Linked DNA regions of Mus musculus: all the other regions are linked to region 3. The links are chromatin contacts, called in public promoter capture Hi-C maps. All regions are on one chromosome and are shown on one strand. Each heading gives the region's core, a stretch centred on a gene start, on an enhancer-like site or on the middle of the called end of the contact. The rest is flanking DNA. Distances are from core to core; before and after follow the strand shown. Region 1 holds the start of 4930566D17Rik (a long non-coding RNA gene). Region 2 overlaps Sipa1l2 (signal-induced proliferation-associated 1 like 2). Region 3 holds the start of A730098A19Rik (RIKEN cDNA A730098A19 gene).

The links. Promoter capture Hi-C pulls out the DNA fragments that hold promoters and counts their contacts.
Region 1: a promoter capture Hi-C map of liver shows a contact between it and region 3, with 2.8 times the contacts expected there. The contact joins the promoter of 4930566D17Rik here to the promoter of A730098A19Rik in region 3. A contact is called at or near these places in 8 of 39 promoter capture datasets (the HPC-7 cell line, cranial neural crest, embryonic stem cells and 4 more) and 1 of 9 other capture datasets (adipose tissue).
Region 2: a promoter capture Hi-C map of hippocampal neurons shows a contact between it and region 3, with 2.4 times the contacts expected there. The contact joins the enhancer-like site here to the promoter of A730098A19Rik in region 3. A contact is called at or near these places in 5 of 39 promoter capture datasets (embryonic stem cells, hematopoietic stem and progenitor cells, hippocampal neurons and 2 more) and 2 of 9 other capture datasets (liver and pancreatic islet).

The regions. Positions count from the first base shown.
Region 1 is chr8:125,520,116-125,523,835 of GRCm38.p6, forward strand. 4930566D17Rik (a long non-coding RNA gene) reads left to right here and starts at 2,217. Exons shown (of 3, transcript XR_003947612.1): 1 at 2,217-3,197. The region is part of intron 1 of Sipa1l2 (signal-induced proliferation-associated 1 like 2); the gene reads right to left.
Region 2 is chr8:125,452,986-125,456,587 of GRCm38.p6, forward strand. Sipa1l2 (signal-induced proliferation-associated 1 like 2) reads right to left here. Exons shown (of 22, transcript NM_001357372.1): 11 at 316-573. Among named protein-coding and RNA genes, the nearest start is that of 4930566D17Rik, 68 kb to the right of the region's middle. Within about 2 kb of position 1,291, at least 6 of the 459 cell types and tissues checked have an H3K27ac peak or open chromatin away from gene starts, as enhancers often do. A contact at or near this core is called in hippocampal neurons, where this site is marked.
Region 3 is chr8:125,895,714-125,899,558 of GRCm38.p6, forward strand. It overlaps A730098A19Rik (RIKEN cDNA A730098A19 gene), which reads left to right and starts at 2,201. Exons shown (of 2, transcript NR_155422.1): 1 at 2,201-2,741. It overlaps Pcnx2 (pecanex homolog 2), which reads right to left and starts at 2,604. Exons shown (of 34, transcript NM_175561.4): 1 at 2,216-2,604. The coding sequence starts at 2,368.

The DNA of each region.
Region 1 (3,720 bases), core at 967-3,466, 380 kb before region 3:
AAAGGCTGAGCGAAAAGTAGGTAAGAGAACCCAGTGGTCCGCTCTGCATCCAGATGGCAGAGGCTTGCAAACACACAGTCTTTGGGCAACGCTGCTCTTGCCGTGGACAAATTATTTTTGTAAAATATTGTTTATAACAGAAGGTGAAGGGTTTTTTGTCAGTTTTCCCATACATCCCTCCTGTTCACTGTCATTTCAAGAAGTACTTTGAAAGGCGTATTTATCTGTGTATGAGTGTGTTGCCTACATTTATGTGCATAAGCCAGAGAGGGTGTGAGGTTCTGTGGAACTGGAATTACATTGTTGTGGGCCACATGTGGGTGCTGGGAACCTGTTGGTTTCAAACCCAGGATGAATGGCTGAGGTGCTATTTAACATATGAAAGCAGACACTGGCCACCAGGTTTCCCAGCATTCCTCAGTTCCTAGCTGCTAGAGGACCCTTCAGTTAACCAGGACCCTGCCCCCTACCCTGAACTCTCCAGCCTAGGGAGCTGGGCTGCTTTCCCTACATAATCCAATCATTTTGGTTACCTGCCCTCTTTGTTCCTTTCGGCCTCCAGGCTGTTGTACCTGGTTCCCTCTCCCTACAGAGCTCAAGGTCATGTCTACCCTTGACTCTCCCATATATCTGTAATAGACTTTCTCCTCCATCATACCTAGGAGTAATCATGTACCTTTGCTCGCTCGCTCTTTCTTCCTTCCTTCCTTCCTTCCTTTCTTTCTTTCTTTCTTTCTTTCTTTCTTTCTTTCTCTCTCTTTCTTTTTCTTCCTTTCTTTCTTTCTTCCTTCCTTCCTTTCTCTCTCTCTCTCTCTCTCTCTCTCTCTCTCTTTCTCTTTCACTCATTCATTTAGAACCTGGACCCTTATCACTGACCCATTTCTCCAGCCTTAATAAATACTCTTAAAACGCCTGAGTTCTAATTCTACCACAGGAAACAGCAACACGAATCAACCACATCCCCCAGCAGCCTTTATGATCACAGTCACTTCTCAGTGTTGTGGAGGCAACACCAAGACCAGAAGGAGAAGGGTGTTTCAGATTACCCTGTTAAATCACAACTGCATCTGGTGACAGTTCCGATACTGTTTACAAACTCACACCTACCTACGGTAAAAGGAAAGGGAAGGAAAGAAGGGAGTGGCAGAGTCCACAGGCCACCCTGCTTCCCTGGACGAGGAACCTGGTGCTCAGGGAAGCACTTCCTTCTTGGTTCTTGGCCCAGGCTGCAGTTCTGCTGGAAGAGTGCTTGCCTAGCACGGATAAAGCCCGGGTTCTGTTCTGAACCTCGGGAAGCAGTGCACCTGGAATTCAGCACTCAAGGGGTGGAGACAGGAGGTGGGGGCGGTGGAAGACTATGAATGAATATGAATTGAAGTCAGACTGCTCCTCAGATCACAAGCTTCTCCATCCACAACTTATATTTCAGAGCAGTAGCTATAAGAACTGCAAACTAAAGCTTCCTAAAATCCACACTCCTGTATGATAGCGCAAGGAGCCAAGATGCAGCAAGGAGGGAATACTGACCAGAAGGAACCCAGGAGCACGAGCAGGCTTCCAGCAAGATGAGGCAGCCCGCAGTAAGGAGGATCCCCACCGACCTGCTCAGAAGCGGCCGTGCTGACGCGGTACCTTCATGAACCACTCCACTACGACATGAAGACAAGCTTATCACTTATGCAGAAGGCTGTCACTGGCCTCTGCTTTAGAAAACCGACCTTCCTCAGTCTGCCTCCATCTTTAGGAAGCGCAAAGCAGCTGATGAGAAGTCACTGAAGCCCCTCGGAGCAGCTGGGTTTCTCCTTCAATGAGCAATCGTTCTTGTTCTGAGGCTCAGAATCAGAGGCACAGGCAGCAGGTCCCTCAGCCTTGCCATGGGATCCAGGATTTGCATCCAAAGAACTTACAGTGGCTCTAGAGCAGTGGTTCTCAACCTTCCTAATGCTGCCACCTATGATACAGTCCCTCCTATTGTGGTGACCATAAAAATTATTTTTATTGCTACTTCATAATTCATGAAAATTTGCTACTGTTATGAATTGTAATGCAAATATCTGTGTTTTTCCCGGTCTTAGGCGACCCCAGACGGGACGTGACCCACAGGTTGAAAAAACACTGCTCTAGCAGTGTCTAGCCACTCTGACAACAGCTCTCGTTCCAACTGACCCAAGTGTCCTTTGATGGGTGAATAAACAGTGTGACCCATTCACACAATGGAATGTTATTCAGCCTTAAGGAGGAAGGGAATTCTGACGTCTGATGCATTATGACTGAAGCTCCAGGGCCACTAAGTGAGATACATGAGTCACAAAGGGACAAAGGCTGAGACAGACCATTTCTCTTCCATGGGGTTCCAGGAATAGTGAAGACTCAAAGCAGAAGCAGAATAGATAGGTTCAGAGGGAGGAAGATAAGGAGGTTGCTTTAGCAGGTTCAGAATTCTAGTCTTATGGAAAACCACAGACAGACAGACAGACAGAACGGCTACATAAATATATGAATTTACTTGATAATGCCTAACGGCTTATGTTACAATATAATGACCCCCAACACCAGAATATTTGTGAAAGATTTCCTATCCAAGTGTTCCCTGGCCTGTCTGTCCACCTATCACAGCCACCAGTTCCCACAGGCAGCCCCTAGCTTCTAGCCATTGTAGTAGGACAAGAGCACACTGCGTTGTGATGTTCTCTGCCACTGAGGCTGTGCAAGAGGACACATGGAGCCGTCACCAGGGAGACCTATGCGGGAGACATGACTGCACTGCGAATAACAAGTATCTCTTGCGAACACAGTATGACCTTCCAGACCTTAAGAGAGAGGCATTTCTGAAGCATCGCTGTTTTCAGAGATCAATATTCCAATTTTCCTGTAAGGAGGGTTCTGTCCTCATGTGTCCTCGTGTGCATGTATTATGAGACCCCAACACAAACTCGAAAAGTCTGCTGCTAATAGTCAGCTTCACACGGCACTTCTGGGTTACTGTCTGTATTTTATGGTGAGGCCCCTACAAGATGAACATTATGAGAAAGCGCCTTTCCTTCCCCTGACATAGCAAGCATCCCATGAGAAGCAAAGCCCATTCTTTCAGCTGCTTTTGTTTATGGCCAGGAAAGGAAGCCACAGATTCTCTGAGTAGCATCAATGAGGACTCTGGAGCCTGGCCACACTTCCTCCTTCACAGGTGGCTTAATGAGGTAAGGGCTCTGTCTGGGCTGGGAAGTGGGGGAGGGGAGCACCTAAAACTGGGTCTTCCCCAGCAACTGTTATGTACTGGAATGCAAGGGAAGGGACAGGAAGATCCGCATTCCTAGGTCTGTGCTGGGGACACCTCACAAGATGCTCTGCACAGAAACAAGCCATGCAGACATGCCCCTCCCCACACCTTGTTCCTACCCGCAGGCTTCCTGAGGAAGTGCGGTTCTGAGGAAGTGCAGCCAGCACCAACACACAGTTATTCCTTGTAGCTCTCCCGCCAACGGTGAGAAGACAACCTGCTGGTATGCAGGGAAATCCAGCATCTAAGCAAGGCTATGGTTTGGTTTGGTTTGGTTTGGTTTTTTTCTTTAACAGTAAAATTCTTGGGGCTGTGTAGAGTGCTTGCCATGTAAGCTTGAGGTCCTGAGTTCGATCCCCAGAACTCAGGAAGAAAAGTCAAGCATGATGGTGTGCTCCTACAAACACAGTGCTGGGATTTAGAGACAAAGAGACAGGTACGGT
Region 2 (3,602 bases), core at 41-2,540, 440 kb before region 3:
CACATCTCTATGGTGTAGGTCACAGGAATGTTTAGACAGGAATTACACATAGAATCAACTGTTTTGGTCTTAAACACAACCTATGCAATTTAGGTGCCCTGAGCTCTCACCACCTTCTCGTGTTACTGTATTTAGCTCTAAAAGCTGTGTCCCGGGTGGGCAGAGGGTATCTGCTCTGACAACAGGACAAGGCTAGACTCTGAGCACCACTGTGACTGAGGCTATCCCATTGCCCTGTTTGCCAAAACTCACAACAAGCTATCACAGAACCAGCCAGGCTGCTCAGTTAGTATCTAAGGGAGGCTGTGGTGTTACCTGGTGCCATCAGGCAGCTTCCTATCAAAGGATGTGCTCCGGGGGATGGCGGCCTGGGCCTGCTGCAGCAGCGGCTGGCACTGGAGTCGGTCAGGTGTGCCAGGCACAGGTGAGGCTCTGGAAACTGGCTGTAGGGCAGGGGTGGGCACACGGTGCCACGTGGTGTTCCTCCTAAAAGGTGTCTTGTACTCACAGGGTGTGCCCTCGCTGTCCAGCTTGTATTCCACCATGGGGATCCGGCAGAGCTCTGAACAGCCCCTGTGGAGCCAAGAAGAGGCGGTGAGACTATAGCTTCTTGGAGGACCCAGGCAAGGCCTGCTCGTGGCTGAGCAGATGGAGGGCTCAGGCAAGGCCTGCTCATGGCGGAGCAGACTCTCCTGCACGTGCACCTGTGCTTCCTGGGGCCTAACAGGATGGCACCTTACATGTGCTCTAAGGCATCCTTCCCTAGATGCTCAAAACCGTTCAGCTGCTGTCTGGCCAACAGTCAGACGGAGATTCTAAAAGATCCAATTGTAGCTTTCTCCTGCCTGCCAACACACCATAGGCTGGTTGGGTTGGGAAGTGCTGCACAGTGGGAGGGACCACGGCCCTTTGGATGCTGTGGGTTATTCTTAGTTGTTTTCAAAGCCCTTCTGTATTCCTCCAACTTCTGCCTACTGTCACGAGATATCAAAGCCCAGAGATGCTGCAACCCTGCTCACTATTAAACGGCAAGGTCATGGCCAGACCCAAGTGCTGCAAATATTGTTCACAGAGCTGGACACGGACACAAGACATTGTTCACCAGGGCCCAGGCATCAGTGTCAACCACCCAACTGGCCATGCTGGCTCAGCAGTCAGCCTCTGAAGGCAGTGCCCTCAGACACTCAACGTGAAAAACTGTCTCCTAGCCACCCTTTAAAAGAGCTGCTCCAAGAACATCCACCCGTTAGCAGATGCCGGAGTAAGGCTTGCCAGTCCCTTTCAGAAACATTGCAGAGGAGCAGCAGGAGCTTAGCAGCCCCCAGGACGCACAGAGGGAACGTCACCAGGACACACAGAGGGAACAACGTTACCATGCCCTGACAGCCCACAGAGGCTCAGTCAGAGATGCCAGCATGACCCACCGACACAGTGAATGCAGAGTCCATGAGAAGTTCAACGCTAGGCCCTGAGGTCCAGCAGGCAGGGAGCAAACAGAGGGTCCTAGAAAGCAGGGCTCTTCAGTGCTCTGCAGAAAGACAGGTACTTAGGCCAGTGACACTGAGTAGGTAGGAAGTGGAGAAAGATGAGACTTAGCCTCACAGTTCTTTCTGTAAGTTCAGCCTGTCCCCAAAGACTGAACAAGGACCACTCCCACCATAAAGGCAATGGATGTCTCAGTCCTTATAGTGAAGCTCCCTGAGCAGCCAAGGCTCTGATACTGACAGACATTATAACTAGATCTTAAAGTCTAGAAAAAATATCTAGCCAGTCAGTAGAATGGCAAACTGAGGTACTCTTCCGAAGAACTTAGAGACAAAACACCCATCTTTCACCAAAAAGAAGGGTGTGTGTGTTAAGGTAGAAAATTAATAAGAAACACTACCAAAATATCAGAACCAGAAGACATGAAAACCAGATTTGAAGGCCCACAGGGCACGAAGCACAGACAGACAAACAGCCACCTACATACACCCTGTGCAATCAGATCCCGGGTCAAAGGCATGATCTGGACATGGCAGGAGACCGGGGTGGAGGGCCGGCCGGAGCGCTGCTCTCTGCAGCCATGCTGGAAGGTTTCTGATTAAAATAATTCCCAATGGCTCCAACCATGAAGAGAGAACCGGCCAACAGAGCAGTCTGGTTTGTATCTCACAACCCTGAGGATGCGTCAGTGCCGCCCTTGGGGAGCAGCAGGAGAAAAGCCTCCATGAGACAGGCACAGGCTGTCTTCAGAGGAGGCTCTGACCACCACACACCCCATTCCTCACCTTCTAACTTCATTCCCTTCCACCAAAGCCAAACTTGCTTCATAAGCTAGCCTATATTTCTCTGGATTTTCTGAGTTTGACAGTCAATATTTAAGTTGAGATTTGCCTGGATTGTGATGTTTTATTGCAAACGGAATTTGAGGAAACATTTACCAAAGAGCTTAAGTTCATGAGTATTCTGCTCTGTATCCAGATTCAACACCCGCTGGGACCGCAGATTCATCCACACGGCCAGTGATCTAACTGGAAGTCACGAAATGGGACATTACAGTAGGAGGGCCACACCTGTGTCTGCTGTCACTTCCAGAGAGCGGTCCCCCGGTGCAGGGGAGCCCAGGCTGTGCGTCTCTAGTCTCTAAGGCTCTGCCCACACTTCTAAGGCCTGCGCTTGCAAAGGGAGGGCGGATGGCTGAGACTAGGGTGCTCTACTTAATTCACACCTGTGGACTCTAGCTGCCAACAGCACACCTCAATTTAACTTGAATCTCGGAAGAAAGAACTTACATAAATGCGCACTCACACCTCGTATTTGAGGGGAGTGTTGTGCATAAGGCAGAGTGAGGAACAGCAGAACTAAGTCTCTCCAAACATCTCAAAGTCCTATGCAAGAGGCTTTTTCAAATGCAAAAGGGAGGGAGGGAGGGAGGGAGGGAGGGAGGGAGGGAGGGAGGGATAGATGTACAGTCTTCTGCCACAAGAGCTACCTGTTCTCTCAGGCTGCAAATGAAGCTCAGTCACTGAGGTGCTCACACTGTGCAAGCATAGGAGCCAAGTTCAATCCCTTAAACCTACCCCAAATCCCGGAGGTGGCACGAATTTGAGGTCTCAATGCAGGGGAGGTGGAGACCTGTGACCCCAAGGCTGACTAACCAGCTACTCTAGCAAATCACAGCAGGTTCCCTGACAGACGCTGACTCAAAAAACAGGGCAAAGAACACTGCGGGAGAGACCTGATGTTGACCTCTGGTTTCTACACACGTGTGCATCCACATTTACATGTTTACTGGCACGCATGTGAACACATACATGTGCACACACATGTAACTGCTATTAAGTGACACTTTCATAGCACTAACTCTAATGAGCAAGACTTTTCTTGACTCCCGTGACTAATATGTCAAACTACATAGACTGTAATGGAAGTTACCAGACCTGCTCAACCTTACCTCTGTTCCACAGGTCCAAGGGAATCGTCAGAGAATGCATATACAGAAGAATTGCAGGGTAGCCCTCAGAGACCCCTGTGCAGAGGCGGACCTGCCTGAGCCTTGACTTCACCATCCCTGCTTGGTTTGGATGTGAACCACCCACGTAAGTTTGTGTGTTTGAACA
Region 3 (3,845 bases), core at 951-3,450:
GTATTTGGTGAGCTAAGCACAAGCATTCTCCTCTCTCTGCCTCCTGACTGAGTACATAACATGACCAGCGGCCTCACACTTCTGCCTCAAGGTCTCTCCCATCACGAAGGACTGCACCATCCAACTGTGAGCCTAGGGTGTTTTTTGGTGGGTATGTTGCCATAGCAATGAGGATGGTAAGTAATACACATGGTAAAATGCTAAGAATTGGTTTCTCTAGTGAATTTGGTGCAACACCCTTTGTACAAGTCTTGCAACTTTTCTAAATGTTAGACTTTTTTATCTCTCCACACTAACAACTGGAAGCCAGGGATGCTGGTATACACCTGTCATCTCAGCACTTAGGAGGGGGAGGCAGGCGAGTCAGAAGCTCAAGGACAGCCTGGGCTACATGAGATTCTGTCTCAAAACACAAAAACAGTAGCAAACAAAACAAAGCAAAAATGTGGGGATAGAAACTAATTCATACCCTATCTCAAGCTACTTGTTGTGTTTGTCTAAGTGTTTTTTTTAACTCTAGGTTTTTATTAACTATAGGTTAATAAGTCCTATAAGGTCCTAAAATGGTCCCAGACAATTTCTCTCAAAATGTCCTACCACCCTCCCTATTACATGACAATCTCATCTCTCTTTTTTCAGAAGTGGGAAAACACCATGACCATGGGAGTCCTTCCCTGTGCTGGGAGGCCCCCTGACTTCATGGACCATCTGTCGCCTTCTCTTCTTTGAGATCATAACCAGAAGACCGGGTGGCCATACACATGGGCCACTACTGTTCTCTGGAGAGACCTCCACTTAGAAAACTAAGGTCGGGGTAGGTCCAGTGTCAGTCTAATAAACCAGACTGTCCTGAAGAAGACTTCATATGTACTCTCGTTGAGCACCACGGCTGGCACAAACTGGTTCTAATGGCCAGTAAGATAGCTCAGAGAGTAAAGCTGCCTGCCACCAATCCTGATCCAAGGATCCCCCAGAGTGGAACCCCTGCCAAGTTGTCTTCTGATCTCTCTGCATGCTTTCAAGCACACACACACACACACACACACACACACACACACACACACACACACACAGGAGCAAGTATCTTGTTCTACAGCCAAGGAAAGTAAAATGTCAAAGTAAGTCAACTCCTTCCATGGTCCCAGAACTGGGAAAAGCTGGGCCCGGAGTTCAGCTGAGCCAGTCTGTTTCCAGAACCACAGCTCTGAACAGCCTGCCAGTAAAAGAGCCAGGGTCTAGGGGTGCCAAGCCACCAGGCATCTCGAAGGTCAGACTCAGGATCTGTCACCTATGCAAACTCATTGAAGATTTTGTGGAGCAGAACATGACCATGTACTGTTCTAGGGACAAAGTCCTTCACAGACACATCAGAGACGGCTCCTCGCCTCACCGGCAAGTTAACAGCAGGCAGCTTTTTAAGGGTGCCCCATCACGCCTTGCGCTACCTATATGTTTAACTGACCTATGAAGGTCATAGGTAACCATTCAGTAAGCATTCACTATCCCCCATTGTTGGCCATCCCAGAGGAGGAGCTGCCACACTGCTCTGGCATAGGTGTATGACATTTATCCACTCCTGTATATTTTTAATTTTTTTTCAGACTTCTCTACACCATAGTGAAACTGCAGAGTGATTGACAGTGGAATCTACCTTCCTAAAGCAAAACAAGAAGAGAAGAGTAGGAAAAAAGAAAAAACGACTAACAACCGAAATCAGGTCGCCCTGAGAGGGATTCGTACTGCCTTTTTATTGCGACTGCACCTGAGGTGTTATAGCTGGTGTTATAGCTGATATCATCCGAAGTCGTGAGGCTCCATGGTTGGTACCCATAAGCCAGTCTCAACCGTTCAGACAGCAGGGCCTGACTCATCCAGGCAGCCCACATCGATTTTTAATGAGCTCACAATCCCCAAAGTCCTACATACTTCTTTCCGGAGACTCTCCAGTGCCCTGCAGGACTGTTGTCCCAAAACCCCTTGCCTCATTCTTCCGTCCCTACTTCTCAAAGTCACTGATTCCTTCCCATCCTGGGCATCCTCTGTGGCTCCCCCTCCCCTTCTTTCATAACCTTACTTCCTATTTAGTTCTTCCCATCTCCTTCCTTCTCTCCCCCTTCCCTCTCTTCTCCTGTTAATTTTCCTTTCCGCTTCCTGTTTCTCCTCCTTTTCCTTTCCTCCTCCCCCTCCTCCACCCACCCCTAAACTGGGGACTCACCAGGTGCAGAGCCAGTGGCAGCAAGAGCAGGAACAGCCACAGGTAGAGGTGGCAGCTATTGGTGAATTTGCTATGCTCCGGGTCGTGGTACCAGCCCCCTGTGAGAGCGGCCCACACACCCTGCCTGAGCAGCTGCAGCACCTGGGACGCCATGCCCGCAGAGTCCGGCAGAAACCGAGCGTGCCCTGGGGCTCAGCACCCTAAGCTCAGCACCCTGGAGCTCAGTACGTCGGCGCGTGCCGGTGTGCTCCAGGCGCGGTCCCACCCCCGCCGCCACCGCCCAAACCGCGGTAGACGCTGAACAGTACGGACCGGCACAGCGCGGTGCTGGAGCCGGCTGGGGCTGCCAGGCAGGTGCGCGCCATGTCCAAGGGAAGGAGGATTTTCCCATCATGCTCTGCGATGGCTGCTCAAGGATGCTCCGGCGGCTCCGCCCTGCGCCCACACAAGTCTGCGAAGGAGCTCAGTCCCTCCCTCTCCTTGGTGGCTGGAGCTCCACCTGCCTTTTCTCCTGAATCTCCCAAGAGTAAGTTTGCAAGGTGTGAGAACCAAGAATGTTCCCGTGTGAGGACCACAGACAGGAAACTTCTTGGCTTTTGTTTTTGTTTTGTCTCCTGCCCCAAAAGGTTTGTATAATCTGGAGGCCTAGGCTTGCGGTACTCAAAGCGATGTCCTCTGAGCTCCACCTGCGGGGCTTTGATCCCTGTGACCTTGGTTGGCTACAGACTAGAGGCTCTAAAGTTTCATGTGCGACATGGTCTGCTCCCACTGACCTCTTTCCACCCTGACTTTTCTCCTCCACCCCCGATTACCTAATTGGACGCACAGAAATGATAACCGCCGTTCTGAAATAATCGTTGGAGCCTCAGTTAACCACACATTTTTACCTTACATTGTTTTATCTTACTGATAAGGCACGGTCTCACTCTGTAGACTGAATTGGCTTGGAAGGGATTATGTAGCTCGGGCTGGCCTGAAAATTCATGGCAATTCTCTATAGAGTATTGAGATTATGAGCATAAGCAACTACATCCAGCTTTCTTTCTTCTTATATATTTCCTGAACATAATCTGGGATAGCAATCTACCATTTCAACCAGGAGGAGAGGGGGGCGGGGAAGGGCGGGGGAAGAAGGGAGGAGAGAAAAAAAAGAGAAGAACAGATTTTGATTGCGGCGCTAGGTGGCGCTAGATCGCTGCTAGAACAGAGTAAAGCCCATTCTTGATATTGCCAAACCAGCAATGAATCCTAACCCTGATTAATAAGCAGGGATAATCCAATACAGCAGAAAGCTTGTTCACAAAATGAAGGGTCTAATCTTTACTTTAGTTTGTTTGCTCTTCACATGTGTCAGTGTGTGTTCTGTGTACCTTGTGGAGATATTGTTTATTTTTGGTCTTTTTTTCTTTCTTTCTTTTAATTTTCTATATGAGAGTCCCTGAAGCACAGGATAGAAATAATGGAAGGGAGATTTTGAGTTTCAGTTGAATACATTTTGAATAAATAAGAAAATGACTTTAAATATTAAATTAATGTGCCATGATCCCAAACTCTAAATGAGATTTTTAAAACCAAACAAAAGTCAGCTTTAAGTAAATCATAGAACCTTGACTTCTATAGCCATAAAGAA